Linked DNA regions of Mus musculus: all the other regions are linked to region 3. A link is a contact called in public ChIA-PET and HiChIP or PLAC-seq data. All regions are on one chromosome and are shown on one strand. Each heading gives the region's core, a stretch centred on a gene start, on an enhancer-like site or on the middle of the called end of the contact. The rest is flanking DNA. Distances are from core to core; before and after follow the strand shown. Region 1 holds the start of 2810442N19Rik (RIKEN cDNA 2810442N19 gene). Region 2 overlaps Gm31925 (a long non-coding RNA gene). Region 3 holds the start of Prdx6 (peroxiredoxin 6).

What was found. ChIA-PET counts read pairs in DNA pulled down with a chosen protein or histone mark. HiChIP or PLAC-seq counts read pairs in DNA pulled down with a chosen protein or histone mark.
Region 1: an H3K4me3 HiChIP or PLAC-seq map of bone marrow-derived macrophages shows a contact between it and region 3, with 8 times the contacts expected there. The contact joins the promoter of 2810442N19Rik here to the promoter of Prdx6 in region 3. A contact is called at or near these places in 2 of 115 datasets of contacts at active chromatin or transcription factors (bone marrow-derived macrophages and large pre-B cells).
Region 2: a contact with region 3 is called in an RNA polymerase II ChIA-PET map of memory CD8 T cells, with 34 read pairs. The contact joins the enhancer-like site here to the promoter of Prdx6 in region 3. A contact is called at or near these places in 4 of 39 promoter capture datasets (the 3T3-L1 cell line, hematopoietic stem and progenitor cells and pre-B cells), 5 of 115 datasets of contacts at active chromatin or transcription factors (effector CD8 T cells, embryonic stem cells, large pre-B cells and 1 more) and 2 of 9 other capture datasets (adipose tissue and liver).

The regions. Positions count from the first base shown.
Region 1 is chr1:162,002,695-162,006,454 of GRCm38.p6, reverse strand. It overlaps 2810442N19Rik (RIKEN cDNA 2810442N19 gene), which reads right to left and starts at 1,486. Exons shown (of 3, transcript NR_040562.1): 1 at 1,121-1,486; 2 at 633-1,019. All of the region lies in intron 20 of Dnm3 (dynamin 3), which reads left to right.
Region 2 is chr1:161,905,611-161,908,985 of GRCm38.p6, reverse strand. The region is part of intron 2 of Gm31925 (a long non-coding RNA gene); the gene reads right to left. Among named protein-coding and RNA genes, the nearest start is that of Gm31925, 11 kb to the right of the region's middle. Within about 2 kb of position 1,720, at least 46 of the 459 cell types and tissues checked have an H3K27ac peak or open chromatin away from gene starts, as enhancers often do. A contact at or near this core is called in effector CD8 T cells and memory CD8 T cells, where this site is marked.
Region 3 is chr1:161,249,317-161,252,633 of GRCm38.p6, reverse strand. Prdx6 (peroxiredoxin 6) reads left to right here and starts at 1,424. Exons shown (of 5, transcript NM_007453.4): 1 at 1,424-1,612. The coding sequence starts at 1,518.

The DNA.
Region 1 (3,760 bases), core at 237-2,736, 750 kb before region 3:
CACATCAAGGTTTGGTGCCGTGAAGGAGGAAGCTGTCGAGCCTTGAAGTCGAGGGGCTCAGAGTACATGGAAATTAAGCAACCCGTGTGACTAGCCTGGGAGTCATTCCCCTGCGGTCACACACGGAAACATCCTGACTTACCCTCTCCTCTCCTCGACAGCTCTCTAAAACTGTGGTGTTTTTAGCAGCCAAGTGTCATTTGGACAAGTGGTGAAATCACCTTGCGATTTGTGACATCAGCTGTGAGGCAAGCTCTCTGTTCTCCTAACTAGCCAGCCTTCCTTACAGAAAAAAATAAAAATCATACCCAGACAGTCTGGATTGTCAGGGAACTGTTTTTGTTTTTTGTTTTGTTTTTTTTTTCAACAACTAGATTTAAAAGTAAAAAAGAAAAACAAGCTATATTATAGCTCAAAAATATAATTGCTAAAGACAGAACAACTTTAAGCTGTTCTTACAATTCTTACAATCAAGGTATCTCATGAGGCAACCCTTGATATTAGAAATAAATTGGTGCTGAGACCTCCAAATGTAATTAATAATCTGCTGCAGGTTCAACATTAGTTGTCATAAAACTAAAATTTCAAACCACTGTTCTCTAAAGAAAAGTGTCCACTTTAATTAAATATACCTCCAAAGGTGCAATCTATTTACATGACGGTTCTTATTCCAGTATCCTGCTTCAATTCTTATGACAATGTACTAGTCCACTGAAAGGAAGCAATGGCGAATGTCAAAGGTTTTCTTTCACTCTTCAGGTCCTGTTTCCAATATGGTTTAAGTGAAAGTCAAATTATTTTGGGGATTTCCTCCTTGGGCCTAACTAAGGAAGTAGAGTCGACTTTACACAGGCATTTCCACTCGGCCACAGTTCAGATGCCTGGCGGTCTGTTTAGGCAAGGCCCACATACATTACCGGTGTCTCCTCGGGTCAGAACCTGTGAACTCTTTGGTGGTGTGTAGGCAGACTCACGTTTGCCTTTCTCTTTTCATTGGGTCTGAATCTTTCCCACATATCCTATGTGGCAGGAAAGTAAAAGCAAAAAGGGAAATTAGGAAAGATTCCCGTCATGCAAAACGCAAATAACACGAACGCAGACAGGAGACAGCTCCTCCTACCGTACACTGCAGTTAGCCAAGCAGCGGGTGACAGGCCTCCAGTTAAGCAAACACAACTGCTTCCTCCGTGTCTTGTGTCAAGAACAAGTAGCTCTGACATTGTTCCCTTTGGAGATCTTTAGTCGCTAAGCTCCGTCACTGCAGGACAAGCGCTTTTGCATCTCAGGGTGCCCAGTTCTGCCCTGGGGTTCACCTGATTGATAGAGGACAACAGCCAAGACAGAGGCCCTGGCCAGGGACAATGCGTAATTGATTCCGATTATTTTTCCTGTGGCCAGTCAGCAGTAAACTGTCACCAGCTGTAATCCACCGAGTGTCCCTATATACAAGCTGGTGTCAGCTCGGAGAAAAGCGGGGAAATGCTCTACCATGTGTAAATAGACATCCAGACTTGCAGACACACATAGGCTAGCTAGGGCTCAAGTTTCTTTCATTGCCCTTGCTGGGAGGAAAAAGCGATTTTCAAGAAGGCTTCATGCTCAGGCATTCCTGGTCAGAGGGGATATTTTTCCAAGGCCTCGGAGACTCACGGTGTATGAATTGCACCTCTTTCACAGCTAACTTTTATCTCAGCAGTAAACTCTTAAGAAGAGGCTGCTGGAGGCTTCTTTATTTCCCTCTTTTCCTTTCCCCCAACTCACCGGCTACTATGAGAGATTAAAAAGTGAGACTTAGAAAAAAACCTTACACGGCAGACAGGAAGTTTAAACTAAAACTTGTCAGTGGAGCGTCTTGCTCTGTGAATGTGCCTGGGACGCCTAACTGCAGCAGCGGAAGAAAGGAGGGAAGGAGTCAGCTGAGCGCGTGTTGGCTCTGCTGGCTCCTCATGCATTTATCGATGCTTAAACATAGAATTGTTAAGTGCCCGGCGCTGACATTCCTTAGCCTACCCATGCCAAACATACTGGATGCATTGTCTGGGGAAACCTCTGGATCTAAACACGTATTTACACCCTTTAGTTGCCAAATGGTTTCCATCTGGCTCACCAATGCTGTTGCCAGAAGGATATTCCACTTCTGGTCAGGCTAGAGTTGTCAGGGCCAGAGTGGGGGTTTCTGGGAAGGCTCTGAGCCTGAGAGACACTACATGTTTAATGACGCCACATTACTTGAGCATTTACATGTTTAGATCACATGGCAGCACTAGCCCAAAATAGAACTCCAACGCAGGGCAATGTCGAAAGCCATGAGGTATTCAGGGACTCTCTCCACACCACAGCTCCCTCATTCCTTGCATCTGGCTGCTCCTCAGGCTTCAGAGCCACATGATAGGCAAAACCACAAATACCAAATGCTCTAATTTATTTTTAAGCATTCCCACCAAGCACTGAGAAATATCCACTCTTTGTTTTTCAGTCAGAATAATCGGTTCCCATGAATCACATGAACCCATTCCATTCACAGGCCCTGGGGGCGGGGAGCAGGGGTCGGAGCATAATCAAAAGGGAAATTAGCCAACTTCTCCACGTCTCAGCATCAGGGGTAGCGTTGAGCCTCTTGATCCAATTGCCCACACAGGGAGTGATCTAAGCACCAGAAAATGAAACAAGGTATAATGGCTCTCCTCCCTGCTCTTACGGAAACCCCACGAATGCACAGGTCAACATGAGAGTCGCCAATAAGCAGCATCCTTTCTTTGGTGGAAAGGATGACATAGAAGCTGAGAGAGAAGAAAATGAAGACTGAACCAACCTAGATACTCTACCACAAACATATCCAAAGCTTCAAGGAAAGGTCTGGAAACGGAGACAAGCTAAAATAAAGGTGGACATGATCTCTTATAGCCCCCCATAAGCCTGCAAGGCTGAGGCTGAGGCTGAGGCAGGAGGATCATGAATTTAAGGCCAGCCTTGGCTACAAAGCCAGTTCAGGCCATCATGAGGCACACAGTAAGATCCTGATCCATCTCCCACTTCAAAAAAGGCACACAGCGTGAGAAGGGCCTTAGTTGGCTTTCAGTATAATCAGGAAAATGGCCTTAGTCTACAACCGAATATCCCTTTTGCCTCCACCATATAAACATTCGAATTTGGCTTTAGATATTCTGAAGCAGCAGTATCTAGATGTCCCCTTCATCTGCACACTTCAGTATGACATTGATTTACAGGCACTTAGCCTGATTATCTGGCTATTTTGTTTTGTTCTTACTTTTTGAGTCAAAGTCTCACATAGTCTACTGTGTCCCTGAATTTACTTTATTGCCACCTCCAGCCTTGAATGTCTAATCTTCCTGCCCCTACTTCTCAAGTGTTCAGATTATAGGTGTATGCTATATTGTCCAGTGGGGAAAAATATATAAGGCATTTTATAATCCTTGAGGTAGCTTGCTTGACAATGAATACTAACGTAAGACGAATTCTGGACCGTGTGTATGCTTTTAAGTTCATAGTGTGATCTCAAAGATAATTTTAGGACTGAATGAAATTTTCCTTCAGGTAAACCTTTAAGTATCATGCCCCAGGTCTAACATAAGACCTGCCTACTCCCTGCCACTATGGTTGCAGTCACAAAGAAAGGCCGTAAAAAGATCTAAGCCCAACATCCACTGCTTTTTAAAAACATTCCCTATAGTGTTAGAAAGTGTTTTAATAACTAAAATAATAAACCCTCACGTCAGACAAGTTCTACAATATCTTAATT
Region 2 (3,375 bases), core at 471-2,970, 660 kb before region 3:
GCAAGTGTCAAAATTTGCCTTATGGGCATCAGTGAATTTCAGTGTGGGGGAGGGGAAGGGAAGAACTGAGTCACTAATAAGGAATGACTTACAAGTTTCTGGGTGTGGGTATATTAAGATTCAAACTCTCTCTGTCTCTCTCTGTCTCTCTGTCTCTGTCTCTCTCTCTCTTTAAAGGATTTATTTATTATTATATCTAAGTACACTGCAGCTATTTTCAGACACACCAGAAGAGGGCATCAGATCTCATTATGGATGGTTGTGAGCTACCACGTAGTTGCTGGGATTTGAACTCAGGACCTTCGGAAGAATAGTCAGTGCTCTTAACAGCTGAGCCATCTCTTCAGCCCAAGATTCAAACTCTTATATTAATGGGCTTTTTATTACTACAGCAGATGCCTGAAATAATCAGTGTGGAAAGTTATCTCGGTGGTCCTGTAGTTTATTGGTCTCTGGTGAAGCACTATAGCATGGGGTAGAACACACACCAGAGCAAAACTACTCATCTCATTGCCAGGAAGCAAAAGTGTTGTAGAAGGGTCTGGAGTCCTTTATCCTGCCCAGGGATACATCCCTCTGTGACCTCAAGGCCTCTCATTAGACCCCATTTTTCAATGTCTCACAATCACTACCACTCTGGAGACCAGGCCTTTTAACAAACAGGCCTCTGTGAGGCATTTACAATTGAAGCTACAGTACTCTCCCCAGACACTTGCTGGTGTCAGCAGTTTTTTTCATGGGTCACCCTTTACTTATTTTCTAGAACATTCACCCTCTTCTCATCCCTGTGGGACACTAACTGGAATAATAGTATCCTAAAGCTTCTCCTGGGGCAGAAAGGACAAAGGAGACTTGATTCTACAGCCTAGGAGGGATGGGGGTGGGGGACCAGAACAAGGTCAAAGCAGGAACACGGTGCATCCGTCTTGTTGTTTATTTTTAACCAACTTGCTCTAACCTTAAAAGGAAACTTAGTCTGTAAGAAGAGCACTGTTATGCTGTGGTGGCCCTGAGCACATACCAAGACCTCTACAGAGATTTTAACTCTACTGCTGCTCTCAGGATTCCCTTGCATGTGCATGCTCAGGCTTGCAAGCAGTTCCCAGCCACTGATGAGCCATGTAGAGACTATTAAGGCAGATGCATTCCAAGTAAGGTGAAGTACTTGCCCCATAAGAGTCTGGCTTGAGAGCAGCCTGTCAGTTAGACTGGGGCTTTACCATAACTGTGTTCCTTCCAGTTCAAAGATCTTTCTCACTTCTTTCTCTTTCTCTTCTTCTGCCCCTTCTCGGTTGTTAAGCCTGCAGTCATAGTCTGCATGCTCTCTCTACCTTCTTCTGTATCCCATCCCACTGGCTTTGACTCTCATAAATCTCCCTAAACACACTAACCCTAAGATCTATTTCTCAGAGCCCTCAATTAACATATTCAATGACAATATATGGCTGTTATCAACAATTATCTACTCATTATATTTTCTATACAAGACACTACACCAGGGATGTGTGCGGAGTAGAGAAAGAATACTGAGAGATACAGATCATGGTTTCTACCACCACAAAACCTTTCACCAACTAGGTAATGTGAGTCCCATAGATACTTCAATGAACAATAGAAAGTACAGTTGTCATGTAATTACTCATTTACATGACTGCTCGTATTTCAGCAAGAGTGTTTTCCAAACCGTAAGTCAAGACACAGTACTTGACTGTGAAGTGACGGCAGTGAGTCACATGCTGCATCATTGAAAATGAAAGAGAAGATACCAGAAGAAAGCATACCACATGTAATATTACAGTATGAAATGTCTATGTGCATATGTTTAAAAATTGACACAATTATATTTTAAAGTGTGCTTGTATGTCTCCATCAAAAAGTTAGGAATTGAATTAAGAATTAGCCCATGTCCTCCTTAAAAGCATGGGTGGTAATCTTTCCAACAGCTGTCTCCCGGCAGTGTTTGAGTAGATGTAGGTCTTCAACAGTTGTTTGTGGATGATGTTCGCTGAGTAGGAAAGAGGAAAGTCACCTATCTCTTTAAGAATAGGAAAAGTGGAGGAAGAGAAAGAGGAAGACTGTGCCAGGGCTTTAACATAATCACATAATCAAAGGTCAGGATACTCCGGTCTTAAAGTGAACTAGAGGTTCCATGAATTGGTGGGTATCTCGATTACCTGTTCGTACAGAGAGAAATTAAGGAAGGAGATGTTGGCCAGAAATTAATGTCAAAATAACCAGCAAGATTCTCCAAGCATGAGTTTTCTATGATAAGCTTATCAAGTAATAATGTCAAAATCATATACTTGCACAGTGCGTGTGTGTTGGGGGTGTTATTTATTTTAAGGGTCTCGACTGGTATTTCTTTGTAAAGATTTTTTAAATTTTTATGTTTTATGTGTGTAAGTATTTTGCCTTTATATATGTAAGTGTGCCACATGTATGCAATGCCTTTGGAACTCAGAAGAGGGTACTGGATTCCTCTATAACTGCAGTTATGGAGCGTTGTGAGCTACCATATGGGTGCTGGTCATTGAACTTGGGTTCAAGGACAAGAGCAGCAAGTACTCTGAGCTCCTAAGTCATCTCTCCTGGCCCTCAATTCATATTTTTGTTATATATTTTTCATCTCAGGCATTTTGTGAGACAAGAAGAGAGAGGCAGCAGTATATTCACCTAATCAAAGGCAGTGACATTTTTTGATTCTACTTCCCTGTAATGAGCCAAGTTGGGCACTTGGTCTGAAATGAACTCACTCTATTTAGGTTTCTTCTAAAGTCAATTTTTCTTGTAAACATGTACAGAGGGCCCCCATTCTTATTGTTTAACTCTTTTAAAAACACTTTTAAATTATATTTTATTTATTTAGTTATTCTATGTAGGAGTGGCTCAAATGCCACTGTTCATGTGTGGCAGTCAGAAGACAACCTGTGGGAGTCACTTCTCTTCCAACACGTGGGGCACCAGAGACCGAGTTCATCTCACTGAGGTTGATGGCAGATGCTTAAGGACATTGAGCCATCCTGTTGACCTCTAAGTATTTATCTCTTGCAGGCAATTAAGTATGATAGATTTAGTCATGTTATTATCTCATCCCTTGGGAAAATGGACTGGTTTTATGTTCTTTTTTAGTGTCTAGAGTGTTTCTCATGATGCCTAAAATTAAATCAAGTTTTTTTTTTTTAAAGATTTGTTTAACAACAAAGACAGAACCAAATGATACCTACATATTAAAATAGATTTCCATTCCAATACAGATTCATTACCTACTGAAGTCTTCTGACTTTGAGTTACACTAATCTAAGACACTGATTATAAAATCTGGCAAAGGTACTTGGGCAAGATGGCTCAGTGATTATAGTTGCTTGCTCTGCAAGC
Region 3 (3,317 bases), core at 175-2,674:
ATGGCAGTAATCTCTGTGAAGCAGGCAAGACCAGTATGCATGCAGACACAAAGACAGGGCTTATCACCATGATGAAAACGCAGGGTACAGTGGGTCGCTGCACTCAGCACCGCCACACGCTTTCCTTTAAATCCGTTGAGTCTGTTCCAGAGGATTCCTCACACCGAACAACAAACACTCACAGCTCCCCTGTCCATATCACCTTACATGATATCATAACTGCACTTTTCCTGTAAGAGCTGGGACTATGTCTCACATCAGGCCTCGCACGGTGTCTAGCTAGCAATAAGGAAAGTGAGAGTTACTGCGTGAATTGTGTCATCTAATAATAGCTACCACTCTGAGAGCACCTGCCATGTTCTAAGTAGTCTACTGTCCTGCAGGCTTCCCCAGGCTGGGCCACACAATCTGAAGCTGACCTCCAGGTAGCCTCACTTAACTTACATAAACTCGCTTTAGTTTCTCCAGCTAGGACTCGGGGCTTTCTAATACATTGTCCTCCACCACACCTTAGCGCTGGCGATTGGACCTAGGGCCTCCCACACTCCAGTCAAGCATCCTGCCGCACACCTGCTTCCTCATTCCCCTTTATTTTGAGACAGACTCTAAGTTCCCCAGGTTGGCCTTGAACTTCCTCTGTAGCTCAGAATTTACAGTCCTTCTCCTTTCTCCAGAGTAGTTGGGGTTTCTGGTTTGCGATCACCAGGCTGAGCTTCTAACAGATTCTGGTTTCTGTGCAGAATGTCTGCCATCTGTCTCTAATAAGGGCAGGCATCTTTCTCCACTTTGTGCTTAGGAAATAGGAAGTCAGTGGATCAAAATGTCCCATTTCTTCAGGTGGGAATTCACTTGCATACACTCGATCTCAAGAAGCCTGTTGTGAAACCTATATTTAAACTTTAGGAATAATGTGTTGAGCATTTTATAAGGAACTCCAGGAATGGGGAGGCAAAATTTAAAAAAAAAAAAAAACGGTTCTTTCCATTGCCCTCTTATTGACATTGGTACAGAATGTTTGCTGCAATAAGAAAGCCACTTCCTCTGACTTAGCCCACGTCACAAGTCTGGTTCTTGCCACATCCTGAAAAACTTCTGAAACCCAGGTTGGCTGAGTAGTCAGTCATTCAGCCAACTACTAGATGCTCATAGTAAAAGAGGGCTATACCCCAAGACCTCTAAATTGTAAGTCCAACAGGGGTGAGAATGTCAGAGGATTTGCGCTAATTCCGCCTTCTCCTAGAGCATCTTTGCAGAGCCGCCAGATCTACAAGTCCCCGCAATTCTCGGTCTTGCGCTTCCTTCCTATTGCACGTGGCCTTCTTTAGCTCCAGAATCTCCCTTGCCTGCAAGCTCCACGTGAAGAACCGCAGCCGCCAGACTCGCGGTCGCCCCACCCCGCCCCAGCCCCGCCCCAGCCCCGCCCACTCGGCCAGCACTGATCTAGGTCTCCGCAGGAGCCCGCCCGCTGCTCACTGCTGCGGCTGCGCCTCCTTGTTCTCAGCGTCACCACTGCCGCCATGCCCGGAGGGTTGCTTCTCGGGGACGAAGCCCCCAACTTTGAGGCCAATACCACCATCGGCCGCATCCGCTTCCACGATTTCCTGGGAGATTCGTAAGTGGCCACCGCGTTGCCCTGCCAGGTGACGGGTCCCCAGAGCTACCTGCCTCGCTTCTTTCCGGGTTGCGCTCGGCCGCGGCGGGTCTCTGGCTTAGCCCCTCACCGGTTCCCGCACGTGCCCGCCGCCGGGGTCCTGCCGAGCATCACCGGGCATTGCTGGGGACCTGCGACCTCTGCCCGGCCCTACGCCGATCAGCGGATCCTTCCCTGACCCAGCGTGGCTGGCCTGGCATGGGAAAGGAGGTCCTTGCCGAGGACGGTTTGTTGTCTGTTTAACCTGGTTTTGTAAACAGTGTTGGGTTTGTGTCGGGGTCGATCTGAAAGCCCAGGGGAGGTGGGGCAGGGTTGCTCGGTGTTTGAGGTCATTTCCCGGGACGCTTGCCCAGGGTCGCACTGCCCGCCCTCCTGCCGCTCTAGAAGTTGTACCTTGCGGAAGGTGGGTGCCTAAGGTCAAAGTTAGAGCACACAGCCACAAATTAAGGGCTGTCCCGACGTTATCTGGGTTCCTCTTAACTTCGGGGAGTGTTTGCGGACTTCTGAATTAAAAAACAAAACAAAACTACGGTGCCAAGTAAGTAGCCAAAAGACTTTTTGTCCAGAGCCTCCTTCAGAGGTCAAAAATAAGATTATATGTAACAGCTTTGGGAGCACCCAGAAACACTCTGTAGGCGTGACCGTGATTCTAGAAGAAGCAATGCTTTGAGGGAAAGGCTGCGACCATTTTGCCACTCTAGGCCATTCCAAGGCTAGGACACGTGTGCCTCCCCACTTGGAGACTCTTTTGTTTCCCAGTGGTCCCCTCCCCCTCTGCTTTGCATCAGCGCCTGGCCTTGCTGCTGATAACAACAGTGGTGGCCACAGTGGCTAGGTATGCACCGATTTTGTCTTAGTTTTACAGCTCCTGAATGCACACATTGTAAGATGCTTAGTTTCAGTCCGCTTTTTGCATACGCGTCAGGCTATGTTGTGGTTCTGGAGTTTCAGTGCCCAATGACACTGAATAAACAAACTCTTGGGTCTGTCTGTGTCCTTTTCGTATCTAGTATGTATGTATGTATGTATGTATGTATGTATGTATGTATGTATGTACGTGAGGACAGAGCAGTTTATGAAACTACTCCGTGACCAGGCAGGAAAGGAAGCATTAGAGAATCTTTCCTGAGGTGAGTTTGGCTCCTCCTGACTAAGGGGAAGCAGAGCTTTTAAAAGAGAAAGGTAGACTAGAAGAAGTAGCAAATGGAACCCTCAGGCCTTGCAGGAGAAAAGTCTAAAAATAAGCATGCCAGCCAGACTCATCACTCAAAATCTAGTGTTAATATTTATCCAAGACTGCCAACGATTTACACAGTGTTCCTTCCCATTCCTGTCTGCAGCCCACACCCCCAGGAAATGTGAGGGCTTGCTGGAGCGCTTCATCTGTAAGGATGAGAGATAAATATGAATCTAAAGCGCGTGTGCTGTGAAGATAGCCACACTATAGAGTCGGGGGCGGGAATCTTAGGGATTGTTTATTGATCTAGATCTGGATGCAACTGTTTTATTCCAGCTGCTGAGGAGACAGTTGGGAAGATCCTAACTTCAAGGCCAAGCCAACTTAGTGAGGCTTTGTCCCTAAATAGCAACTAAATAAGCAGATGAAGTGGCATCTTAAGATGAGGTAAATTTATGAACAAACATAAGTCATGATACGCCTGCAATA